Linked DNA regions of Hordeum vulgare: region 1 is linked to region 2. A link is a contact called in public Hi-C data. All regions are on one chromosome and are shown on one strand. The core of a region is the stretch at or near the end of the contact, and the rest is flanking DNA. Distances in the headings are between cores, read along the strand shown. Region 1 has its middle 56 kb from the start of LOC123427091. Region 2 holds the start of LOC123427087 (CMP-sialic acid transporter 4).

What was found. A called contact is a pair of places that touch in the nucleus more often than the background predicts.
Region 1: a contact with region 2 is called in a Hi-C map of leaf, with 9 times the contacts expected there. The contact joins the enhancer-like site here to the promoter of LOC123427087 in region 2. A contact is called at or near these places in 2 of 6 Hi-C or Micro-C datasets (leaf and seedling).

The regions. Positions count from the first base shown.
Region 1 is chr2H:538,754,119-538,759,425 of MorexV3_pseudomolecules_assembly, reverse strand. No RefSeq gene overlaps it. Among protein-coding and RNA genes, the nearest start is that of LOC123427091, 56 kb to the left of the region's middle. Within about 2 kb of position 3,710, at least 1 of the 3 cell types and tissues checked has open chromatin away from gene starts, as enhancers often do. A contact at or near this core is called in leaf, where this site is marked.
Region 2 is chr2H:538,511,770-538,517,087 of MorexV3_pseudomolecules_assembly, reverse strand. It overlaps LOC123427087 (CMP-sialic acid transporter 4), which reads left to right and starts at 2,239. Exons shown (of 16, transcript XM_045111040.1): 1 at 2,239-2,515; 2 at 3,086-3,351; 3 at 3,817-3,933; 4 at 4,204-4,260; 5 at 4,634-4,711. The coding sequence starts at 3,184.

The DNA of each region.
Region 1 (5,307 bases), core at 2,461-4,960, 240 kb before region 2:
ATGGACACTACAACTAAGAACACTAGGATATCTCAAAGGCGTTGCTCAATGAGCGATGGACGCTGGATATCGAGTCTGACTCGTCTCTCATGACAATGCTGCAAGTGGTGCACCTGACAAACACCGACACACACCACCACCGCGGTCCAGAGTAATAACGAGGTTGATGACAAGTTTGCATGGCGTGCTGCTTCCACTGGTGTTTAGACAGCCAAGTCAACTTATGAGTGGCTATGCCAAGGATTGAGTAGATCACTCACAACACATAGCATTTCTAGGAGTTGGGCACCGCTTAAGTGAAAGATATTTGCATGGTTTGCGGTGTAATACAACTTTGGATGTGGCCAACCTAGACCTACCTTTGGCATGCTACACATGTTTACATGACGAGGACAATGTAGACCATATACTGGTGCAGTGTGTTTATGCTAGAGAGGTGTGGCATGCGGGCTTTGATTTGCTGGAGATCAACGTCAACATCGAGGTGACTCGCACATTTTTCGGATGGTGGCTAAGAGTGAGGACCGACGTGGTTTTGACTCTCTGCTAATCAAGACAGCATCGACGTTGTGGAGGAAAAGAAACAACAAGGTTTTCCACAAGCCCGAGCAGTTCAAGCTGCCTCTTGATCTTGCCGTGCAAATTCATGACGAGATTAGAGATTGGAAGCGTGTGGGTGTTAGTGTGACACGGTTAAGTCGTTTTGTGACGAGTTAGGCTTAGTTTATTTTGGTTGGTGTGGGAGCTTCCAGAATTCATGTTCGCATTGAACGTTGGACTTTTATACCCCCTCTGTCCAAGTGCATAAGGCGTCTTAGATAATTCAAGAATTTCTAAAGTGTTATGTGTAATTCAATTAAATGCCTCTCGTTTATCTCAACCGTCTCGTCCAATTTTATCTCAACCGTCTCGTCCAATTTTTACCCGTCTAAATCGTAGAGCTTTCTCTAAGACGCCCTATGCACGTGGATGGAGGGAGTAATCTATTTGCTCTTTTTTTATAAAGATATGGTATGCCTGTATTCTTGAAAAGAATATAAATTCCACTATGGAAACCATATGGTATGCCAGTATGTAGTTTAGTCCTAGTTGCAAATAGAACGTTTATTTCTGGTTCTTTTCACGTATGGAAACGATCTTGAAAAGAGCCGTCTCTGATGCTTTCGGATATTGTTCAACGCAAATCTTGTAAATGGGCGTTGGTAAGTCTTGTGTTAAAAAGAACACTCACACGTGCATTGCGTGTGGATTTCGGTCAAACGTGGTGACGTGTGTGCCTGTTTGGACGCAATACGGAGGGTCATGAACAGCCCATGGCACTTGTGACTAAAATGCGTGGCACAATAGACATTTGTGAGTCACACCAGATATTCGTGATGTGGAAAGAGTGGGTGAGGCCGTGAGGATAGAGGACCGCCATGTTACTCCCGTGTCATCCGTACCAAGAAATAGACAGGTGCTAGTACATTTGAGATTGTCGTTTACTTAAATAGCACCTGTGTGCTTCATCACAATACTTCATACAAACTAAGCTAGACAGCGCACCTCCAGACTTCGATGATAAACTATAAAGGAAATTAGGTTAGGTTGGCATCACGGAGGATCACCGAACGAACCACATGTCACGCGTCATCGTATATCACCAGCGCCCCACCATGGCTTCAACTCCTTAGCAACACACAATCGAGGCACACCCACGGACACGCCGGAGAAGCAGAGCCGACTACCACGACCAAGACCACGTCTCTGACATTGCTCATCACCGTCATCCTTGCCAGAGAAGCCCCTGTGCGTGTTCAGTCGTAGGAAGCACCACAGTGATCAAAGTCTTCAAGACGACGTCTTAAGAGGGGAACGTTGTTGAAAACGGCGCCACCGCGTGACCCTACAACAGGATCTGGGCTTTCACCCAAAGAAATTGGTCCGGGAGCAAAGGCTGTGAAATTCCCGACGATGCCTCCAAGAAGGATAAACGACGCCCACGGGCGCTGTCATCGCCGGCCGGCCAGCACCGGTTAGGCTTTCACCCGAGGTAGCCACTCCCACGCAGCAGACCGAGGTCGACCCGTGCCTCCAATCAACCGCGCACCCCCCGAACAACAAGCGCGCTAACACTTTGCAGGGCCACCAGCAAGCCTCCTCTACGACGAGCCTGCAGAGACCAGAACAGGTCCTGCACCCCGCATCCAACTGCGGCCGGAGCCTCCCTGCTCCACCAAATGGTGTCCGGGCACCACCAGCCGCCTAGCCATCACGTCACGCCCATCACAACGACCGTCTTTGCCCTGCCATCGTCGCCCGCGGCCGCGAGCCGGCCACAGGCACCATGTGCCGCCCCGCGCCAGATCCTCATAGCAATCCGCTCGCCGCACTTTCCTGAGCCGGATCCGTCGCCAAACGCTGCATCCGGCCACCACCTCCAAGTGGGCTCGCTGCAACAACAAGCCACGTGTGCACGCTCTGTCACACACCTCCCCTCCGCCTCGCGCGACGGCGACTGCACCAGATCCGCACAACCCCGCGTCGTCGGCTCCCGCCCGTGCCAGATCCACGCATGACAATGGCGCTGCACATCCCGACAGCACATCATCTGCCATGACAAAACCACGACAGCAGGCAAAACCTCCCCGCGAGCCATCGCCGGCGCACCAAGCCCCCGACCCGACCAACATCTTTCGCTCCCACCTCGCGCCCAGCCGCATGCGAGGAGCCGAGATTTGGGCGGAATGCCCCCACAACCCGAGCCACCTCCATCAGAGCGTCGTCACGGGCCAACCGTGCGCCAACTTCGACGCTATCGACACACGCCGCCGCGCAAGTCCTCACATCTGCCTAAGAATAGCATCCCGCCATGTCCATCCCACGGCTCGAGACCGACGAAAATGGCCCCGTCATTTCCGACGCCGCACGGGCTTTGCGCGGCGACGCCATCCGACGGTGGCGAGGGAAGGGGGGAGGGGAGACTGGCGGCAATAGCTAGGGTTTCCTTTCGGGCCGTCGCGGGAGTGGCGCGGGAGCCACCAGCAACTTTGCAAGTACCAAGTCTCCACATGAAATTTTAAGCTCGGTACTGGGAGAAACCGGCTATCGGAGGACTCCGCGGCATTGAAACCATTGCCTCGTCGGCATTAACCTGTGTCTTGCCGGATTTACATTGCTTCATAAATGATCACTACAACCACCAGAAGTCTTCAGGTCGTCAGGTCTGAGGCTTGATTCCACCTGTCATTCCCGTACCAGGATTCGCACGTCTGAATAGCACAGCCGCACAGTGCACCTGTGACCTTGGATAGCACGATCGATTGAGGTGGCAATATACATCTTAATCCTGTACGAAGAAACAAAACCGTCATCCCACCAAACAAAAGTTACTGTGCCTAATGACTTCCCTCCAGTCTCCCCCCTCACAATTGACAGGCTTCTCCGGCCATGTCCGGCGCCTTTCCTGGCGCCGGCGACCACTGCACCTGGGAGTTAGACACTCACAATCTGATGTGATTCTACGTGAAGGAAACACTCCGGCGATTCCATGACTCTGGGTGGGTGGTTGATAGTTTGACCCTATTCTTCTTCAATGGTCCATGGGATATAATGTATGATTCTCTTCTTTCGCTCTCACAGCTATTTTTGACCCCCTGTGCAGGGAGCACTGAGGAGCCACGCGGGTACAAATTCCGCGAATCATATCGGCTTGCTTTTGGCGTCGAAGCATCTGCGAAGCAGCGGCGGAGCTAGCTTGAGCATAATCAGCGAGTGGGCATCGCTTAAAGGGGAGTTGTTATATTTAGTTTAAGACGCGTGCTAGAGTAGTCTGCGGTACTTTCTGTAACGGAACGCATAATTGAGATGGCGATTATGTCCTGCGCAAAGATCTGCACTTGTAAAGGAGTCATCCCTAAAGAAGAAGACGAAAAAAAACGTCTACAACACCGTCGTGAAGACGCGATAAACAATACTAGTTTTCTGTGGAGGCCAACAACCAGCCGATGGCAATGTAAAAACGGCGAAAAACGTTGGTTTTAGCAGCCTTTTTTTATATCAAATTTAGCAGCCTTTCTTGTTTCAGAGTTGATCCTCGGCTGAATTGGTGGCAGCACGGAGCCTGCCCTTGGCGCCACGCGCCATTGAAGCTTGAAGACGACATCGGCTGCACATCGCTCATGCGTTACCTGGTGCGCACCATATCTCTTCTCTTCAAGTTGATAGCGGCGTGGAAGATGGTCGTGTCGCTCCGCTCTGGCCGCTGTCATCGGATCCATCCACGAGCCGGCTGTTTCTGCTCGGGGGTCAAGGCTCAAAGCATCCCTACGCACGTCCATAACCTGATATCTCCCTCTCCACAACGCAGCCAAACGGCTATCCGAAAAGGTCTCTGCGGATGATCACAGGAGCGGATAGAGCGGCGGGTGCCGCAGCCCATGAGGCCACGACCCTGGTCGTTGCGCGGCGCCTGACACGCAACGCATCAGGTGTCACGTACTGTATTTCTCAAGTAAGATGATCCTGGATGTACCCGTTAAATACATACAGGAAATGATGAAGACAAAGAACGTTTCATCTAGACAGAAAATTGGGGGATCTGTATGTAATTGTAAATAAAGAAAATCAAACGGGATTGTATAAGTTACCCGTTGTTCTCCCGTCCAAGCATTTTGCTAGCCCATTTCAAAAAAAAAAAAAACATTTTGCTAGACCCAAGACCAGAAAGAACGTGTTGGAATACATGTCTCTCAGGTCCCAGCTAGGTGATTCCCATAGAGGCAGGTTGGAATCATGTTGGCAATTGCAATCAATGAAGTAAAGAGGAGCATAAGATTCGCTCGAAGGAAAAGAATGTAAGAGAGGGGTAAATATTGATCGTTGGTAAGGTCAACGTGTGCTTTGGTGCGAGCTAGCGTCGTTTTTGCAAAATCCCTTAAAAGTTTGCACGAATCTTCAATTTATTTATAAGATGAGCACTTTCACGCGTTCACGATTAACTAATTCTAATATCTAGGGTCCTGATATTGCCCACACATGTGGGCGTTAAAAAAGTCTTCTCACATATCTCGTGTGGTGTGCAAAAAAAACAACTCACACGTCTACGTTTGGACAAAACATCTAACGCACACGCATCCGACCTTCTGCCTCGCGACCCGCACATCTGGCCTGTCACCTCGCGGCCCCGCAAGCCCCCGCGTGACACTTGTCATGGTTGCTGAACCGTGAGAACTGTTTGTTTAATTGCAATTGGCATGTCTGGACAACTACAGTTGCCATGACTGCTCAACTGCAGTCGTCATGTCTAAACTACTGCATTGCCATGTT
Region 2 (5,318 bases), core at 990-3,489:
ACGGGAATAGACCTTCTCGCACCACACGGTCGCCACTCCGCTGCCCCGTCGCGACCAGTCCACCAATCGATACACATCAACGTCGTCGACCATTCAAGCTCCCCCCGCCATGTTTGACCTCCTGAATCTCGATGTTCGGCCACTGACGCACCTTCTACCGTCACTCGTTTCGTCGGCGCTCCTCCCGGGTCTCGACTGACTAGTTTTTACATCTTCAAATACACCATCTATTGGAGTTGCACTTGTACATCTCCAATATACATCATCTGTTGGAGTTGTCTCTTTTTTGAGATGTAAAAAACTTTTTTTGAAGATGCTCTAACTTTATTGGTTCACTTTGCAAATTGCACTATTTTAGTCCTTTTACATTGGCACGTAGTAATATGCTTTTGCACCAAACTCTGCAGGTGTATACGGCCAGTTCTTTTAAGCAGATTATAGAGAATCTTGGTCTGAAAAATCTGCAGCCAAAAGAACTCGATTGCGTCTTCAAAATCTTGAGAGGATTCTGTAGAATCCTAGTGCAATACAAAATCTTTAAAATAGTTGGATTTTCCCAGAATCTCAAGATTTTGGCTACTCCCTCAAAAGAAATGGTTCGAATTAAAAAGTGTCTCTGTTGCAGCAGGTTATTACGACAAAAATGCCATCGACCTACCCACGTCTGGATCGCGCGACCTCGAGCAGGGTCAGCGCTAGGGTTCCAACGTCTCCGCCGGCCTCGCCTCGCCATCCTGGACATCGGCTACGCCGGCCCGTTCCTCATCGCCACCGGTCCCGACTCCTTCCGTACCCCATCTTCCCCTACCGCCTCTAGACAACAGCGACGGCCGTGGCCCCTCTGCCTCCACCAGACGCCGACGCAGCCAGCCATCCCTCTCTTTGAAGCAAATCAGTCGCCCAGCGATCTCCTTCGTACAACCCACGGCAATCATCACTTTGTTCCTCTATTTTGTATGTTAATTGCTAGCTGCATGGATGGATTGAAGCCTCCCGTGTGTTGTTGTTAGATGAATGGATAAATAGATTTCTATATGCTATCAGATGGAAGAATGCCGATGTTGACAAAGAGTACACACTATTAGATGATGGTAGCGTACGAATTTTTATGAATGATGTTGTTAGATGAATATGGTGTTCCTCTCTTTCTCCTGTATTTTCTACTGTGATATTTTGATACCAGATAAATAGTGGTATTCGATGGGTAAATGTTGTTGTTCGATGCTAATGTGAGGATGATGAGTGGTAATGGTAGAATACCTTTTAAAACAACAAAGGGCAATACCGACATTTCAACACGCAACTCAATCCATAATTTCAAACTGCAATCTTAGAAAAGAAATGGACGACAAATTTTGTAAGAAGCAGATTCTGAATTTTTCAGAATCTTGATTCTGTAGAAAAAAGAACTGGCCCTACATCTTATAGCACTCTCTTTATTTGATATATATGACCGATTATTCAATCTCAAACCCGAGCTCAGATGCACCGAGTGAACAGTAAAGAAAAAAAAAATCCCTTTTGTGGTGTAAGATGCTTCTATGTTTGAACTCCGTGCGAAAAAGATAATTTTTTTATTGTCACGGGCTCCTCGAATGTCCAAACTTCATCAAAATTTGTACGGAGATTACACATTTGAGCATCTTGCTTGCAAAAAAGTTCAGTTTTTTTGATTTTGTTTTATTTTTTTAGCGATTTTACTGTTCATCACATCCATATATGGACTTATAAGCATTTGTTTTTTACATTTAACCATCCATAATATTAATAATGTACTTCCTCTGTATTAAAAAAAACTGTAGTTGAGAAGAACTAGTTTAATTCTTATCAACAACAATTATTTAGGAACAAAGAAAGTATGAGATATATATCACATAAAGCATACCATTGAACTCATATTTCAAAGGATTTTTCAATACTATAATTTTTATAGCGTACATCTCATCTACTATTGATCAAAGCGATGGTCAAATCAAATCTTGAAGCACTTTGTATTAGGCCATATGTGTTTGGATGGATGGCATACCATTTTATGCATATCATATGTGTTTGGATGGAGGGCATACCATTATGCATATCCATGATTTATTTCAAAAAAAAGAGAAGAAAAGAAAGGATTGAACAAAACATGCATTGGCTGACTACAAGAAAGATGTAAATCTCGGGGACTTTCCAACATTTCCTCCAGCAAAGAGGAAGGAGACCAAAACAAATCCCGAAACGCAAAATAAATAGACCGGAGGCGCACCCGCCTTCCTCCCGTCCGTCATCACCGCCACCTCCCCGTCCACGGCTCCACCTCCGCGCTCACACCTCCCTTCCCTGTTCCCTCCCGCCCGCCCGGACCCGAGATCCCGCAGCGCCACCCGCCGCCCCGCCCACGCAAGCACCCGCGCGCCTGCCGGCAGCGCAGCCGAAGCAACCCCGACCGCACCTAGCCGGCAGGGCCAGATTCCCTGTGCTCCGGCGGGGCTAGATCTGCGAGATCCCGCCCGCCGATCCCACCTCCCCCGAGGTACAGTCGAGGGCACGAGTTCCTCTTATATCTTCGTCTTTCGCCTCATTTCTGCGATGCTGGAACTTGTTTTGGGTAGTCTGACTCTGGACTTGTGATCCAGTGGTGTAGGCAGCAGCACGCGGTTGCTCTGCATTTGACAGGGACTCAGTAGCTATGTCGCGTGTTTTTTAGGAGTTCTGTGATCTTCCATGGATTAGCTAGCTAGCTGCTCATGGGGGGTCATATCGGGCTTTGCAAGTTAGTATGTGTTTTTATGTTCACGGCCATGCTATTTTTGTTAAATTTCATTTCGGCTCTGATATATGTGAATCTGCGGAATGTTGTGAATTTGGAGGGAAATGCTAACTAATATCACCTCTGTTCCGAATTATAAGACGTTTTGAATATTTCAATATGGACTACATAGTACATACGAACTGAAATGAGAGAACAGACACTCTAAAACACGTCTACATGCATCTGATTAAAAAAATGTTAAAACATATTATAATTTGGAATGAGGGAGTAGTAGTTACTCGGTTTGCAGTGATTAGTTTGCTCATTTTGAATTTTATGTCTTGGACACAGGTGTGCGCAGGGAATCCTTACATGTCACGGCTATAGAGTGATATATATATCTTACCGGTGCTGTTTGTGGTGCTGCTGGTCCTGGTTGGTTTGAGAAGATGCAGAGGAATGGGGTGATGGAATGCAGCGTCTGCCACTCCAAGGTGGTGGCGACCCCCAGGAGCATATCAAGGGCATATGACAAGCACAAGAGCAAGATATCATCCAAACAGCGTGTGCTCAACTTCCTTCTTGTGTCCGGGGACTGCGTCTTGGTCGGCCTTCAGGTATTTCATTAACGCCTGTTTGGATGGGATTGAGAATGTGGCATATGTTTACTGGAAAAATGTAACACTATAATGGGAATCAGAATCCATGTTATGTGCTTCTTCTGATAGAGTATGGATGTATGATTATGTCTTTCTTCTAGTAATTTAGGTTTGCTTGTGCTCTCAATTTGCCAGAGATTTTTTTCTTCTGAATTTCCCAAACACGGCTACCATCTGTGGACTTCATGCTCTAGTGCTGTCATAAGCTCAATTGCTGTTTCCCTTAAAAATGAATTTTCATCAATTTGCCAAAAAGATATATTGGCAGATCCGGCAGCGTTCCACCTAGAGTAAATACTAAATCGGCTTACGACTACCTGTACATTTTTAATGTGGAGTTCGTACAAACATGTAGTCAATCTGTAGCTTGTATCTGATTGCAGACAATTTACAATTTTGCTAATAATTTATTTTGCTCTGCAGCCTATCCTAGTCTTTATGTGCAAGGTTGATGGGAAATTTCAGTTCAGTCCCATCAGTGTTAACTTTTTGACAGAAGTTACAAAAGTTTTCTTTGCTATGATAATGCTAATAATCGAGGTTAGTTCTTGCCGGCCAATATCCTTTCCTCACTCGTTATTTGTGTTTCACTCCTTGTATCTGTATCTGTATACTATCCTGCTATGAACCACCAACTTCTTTAGTGCATCGTTGGCAATACAGGCAACGGTCAATCGAAGTGTTGTAGAAACTAGAATTTCATTTTTTTTTGGCAGAACAGCAGTAATGGATTTATGCATGACAAGGTATTGTGTGTTCTATTGTGTTGAAGGGTTACCTCCCTAATGTTGTTGCTTCTCTATTTGACAGTCTAGAAAACAGAAGGTTGGGGAGAAGTCACTTCTGTCAGTTTCGACCTTTGTACAGGTGATTTATCTTTTAGAACATAGGACGACTAGCACTCTCTTGTTACTGTGCTCAACATGTACACAATTATTGAGGTTACTTCTGTTTCTAATGTTAAACCACACGTAGAATGTTTCTATTTGTTTTCAATTCCTTGGGACAATTGGTGCTCATCTCTTTTGTTGTTTTTATGCCCAACTGACTTGCTTTCAGTTTTCATGCATCTTACTCCCTCTGTCCCAAAATAAGTGACGTAAATTTTGTACTAAGTTAGTACAAATTTTGTACTAAAGCAGCGACACTTATTTTGGGACGGAGGGAGTATTTATTTATTATAGCTCCGTACCTAGTATGGCAACTAACTGTTTCATCTGTCAATTCCTTTTTTTTATAGGCAGCCCGTAACAACGTACTCTTAGCTATTCCCGCTCTACTATACGCCATCAACAACTACTTAAAGTTTATCATGCAGGTAAATGTTCATTGAACTAGCTGAACTCCCATTCTTCTGTGAAATGTACTTGTATTTTCTCCAGTAAATATTTCGGCACTCCTGATATTTACAGAACCTACAGTTATTTTGATGTAGTTTATCAATTTATATGTATAAGACGTATGCATCTTTGATAATTATGTTACAGTGTAACTAATGCTCAACAGAGTCCTCTCGAGAAGGAAATTTTTTGGTCACATGAGGAGAGAGAAAGAGAGAGAGGAGAGGTTCCTTTTTTGCATGCACATGGTAGGCCTAGCAGAAAAAGGAAGGAGAGAGAGAGAGGAGAGAGGCTGACAGGTGGGGTTTGTGTATGCAAAAATAGACACCCCCAAGCGCCCCCCGGGGGGGCTGGGTTTGGCCTGGGATCGCCGGGGCTATTTTTGGCCAAATCCGGCGCAAAACAACGTCCTGGGGGCGCCGCTGGGACGATTTTTCCCTGCCGGCGCTAAAAAAGGCGCTTGGGAGGGCTGGCTGGGGACGCGACTGGAGATGCTCTTATCACCTTCATCTGGGAGGATCAAACCATACATTTTAACTAATGAATTCAAAAAGTCGCTTCAAATTTAATATTCAGCCAGCTGGA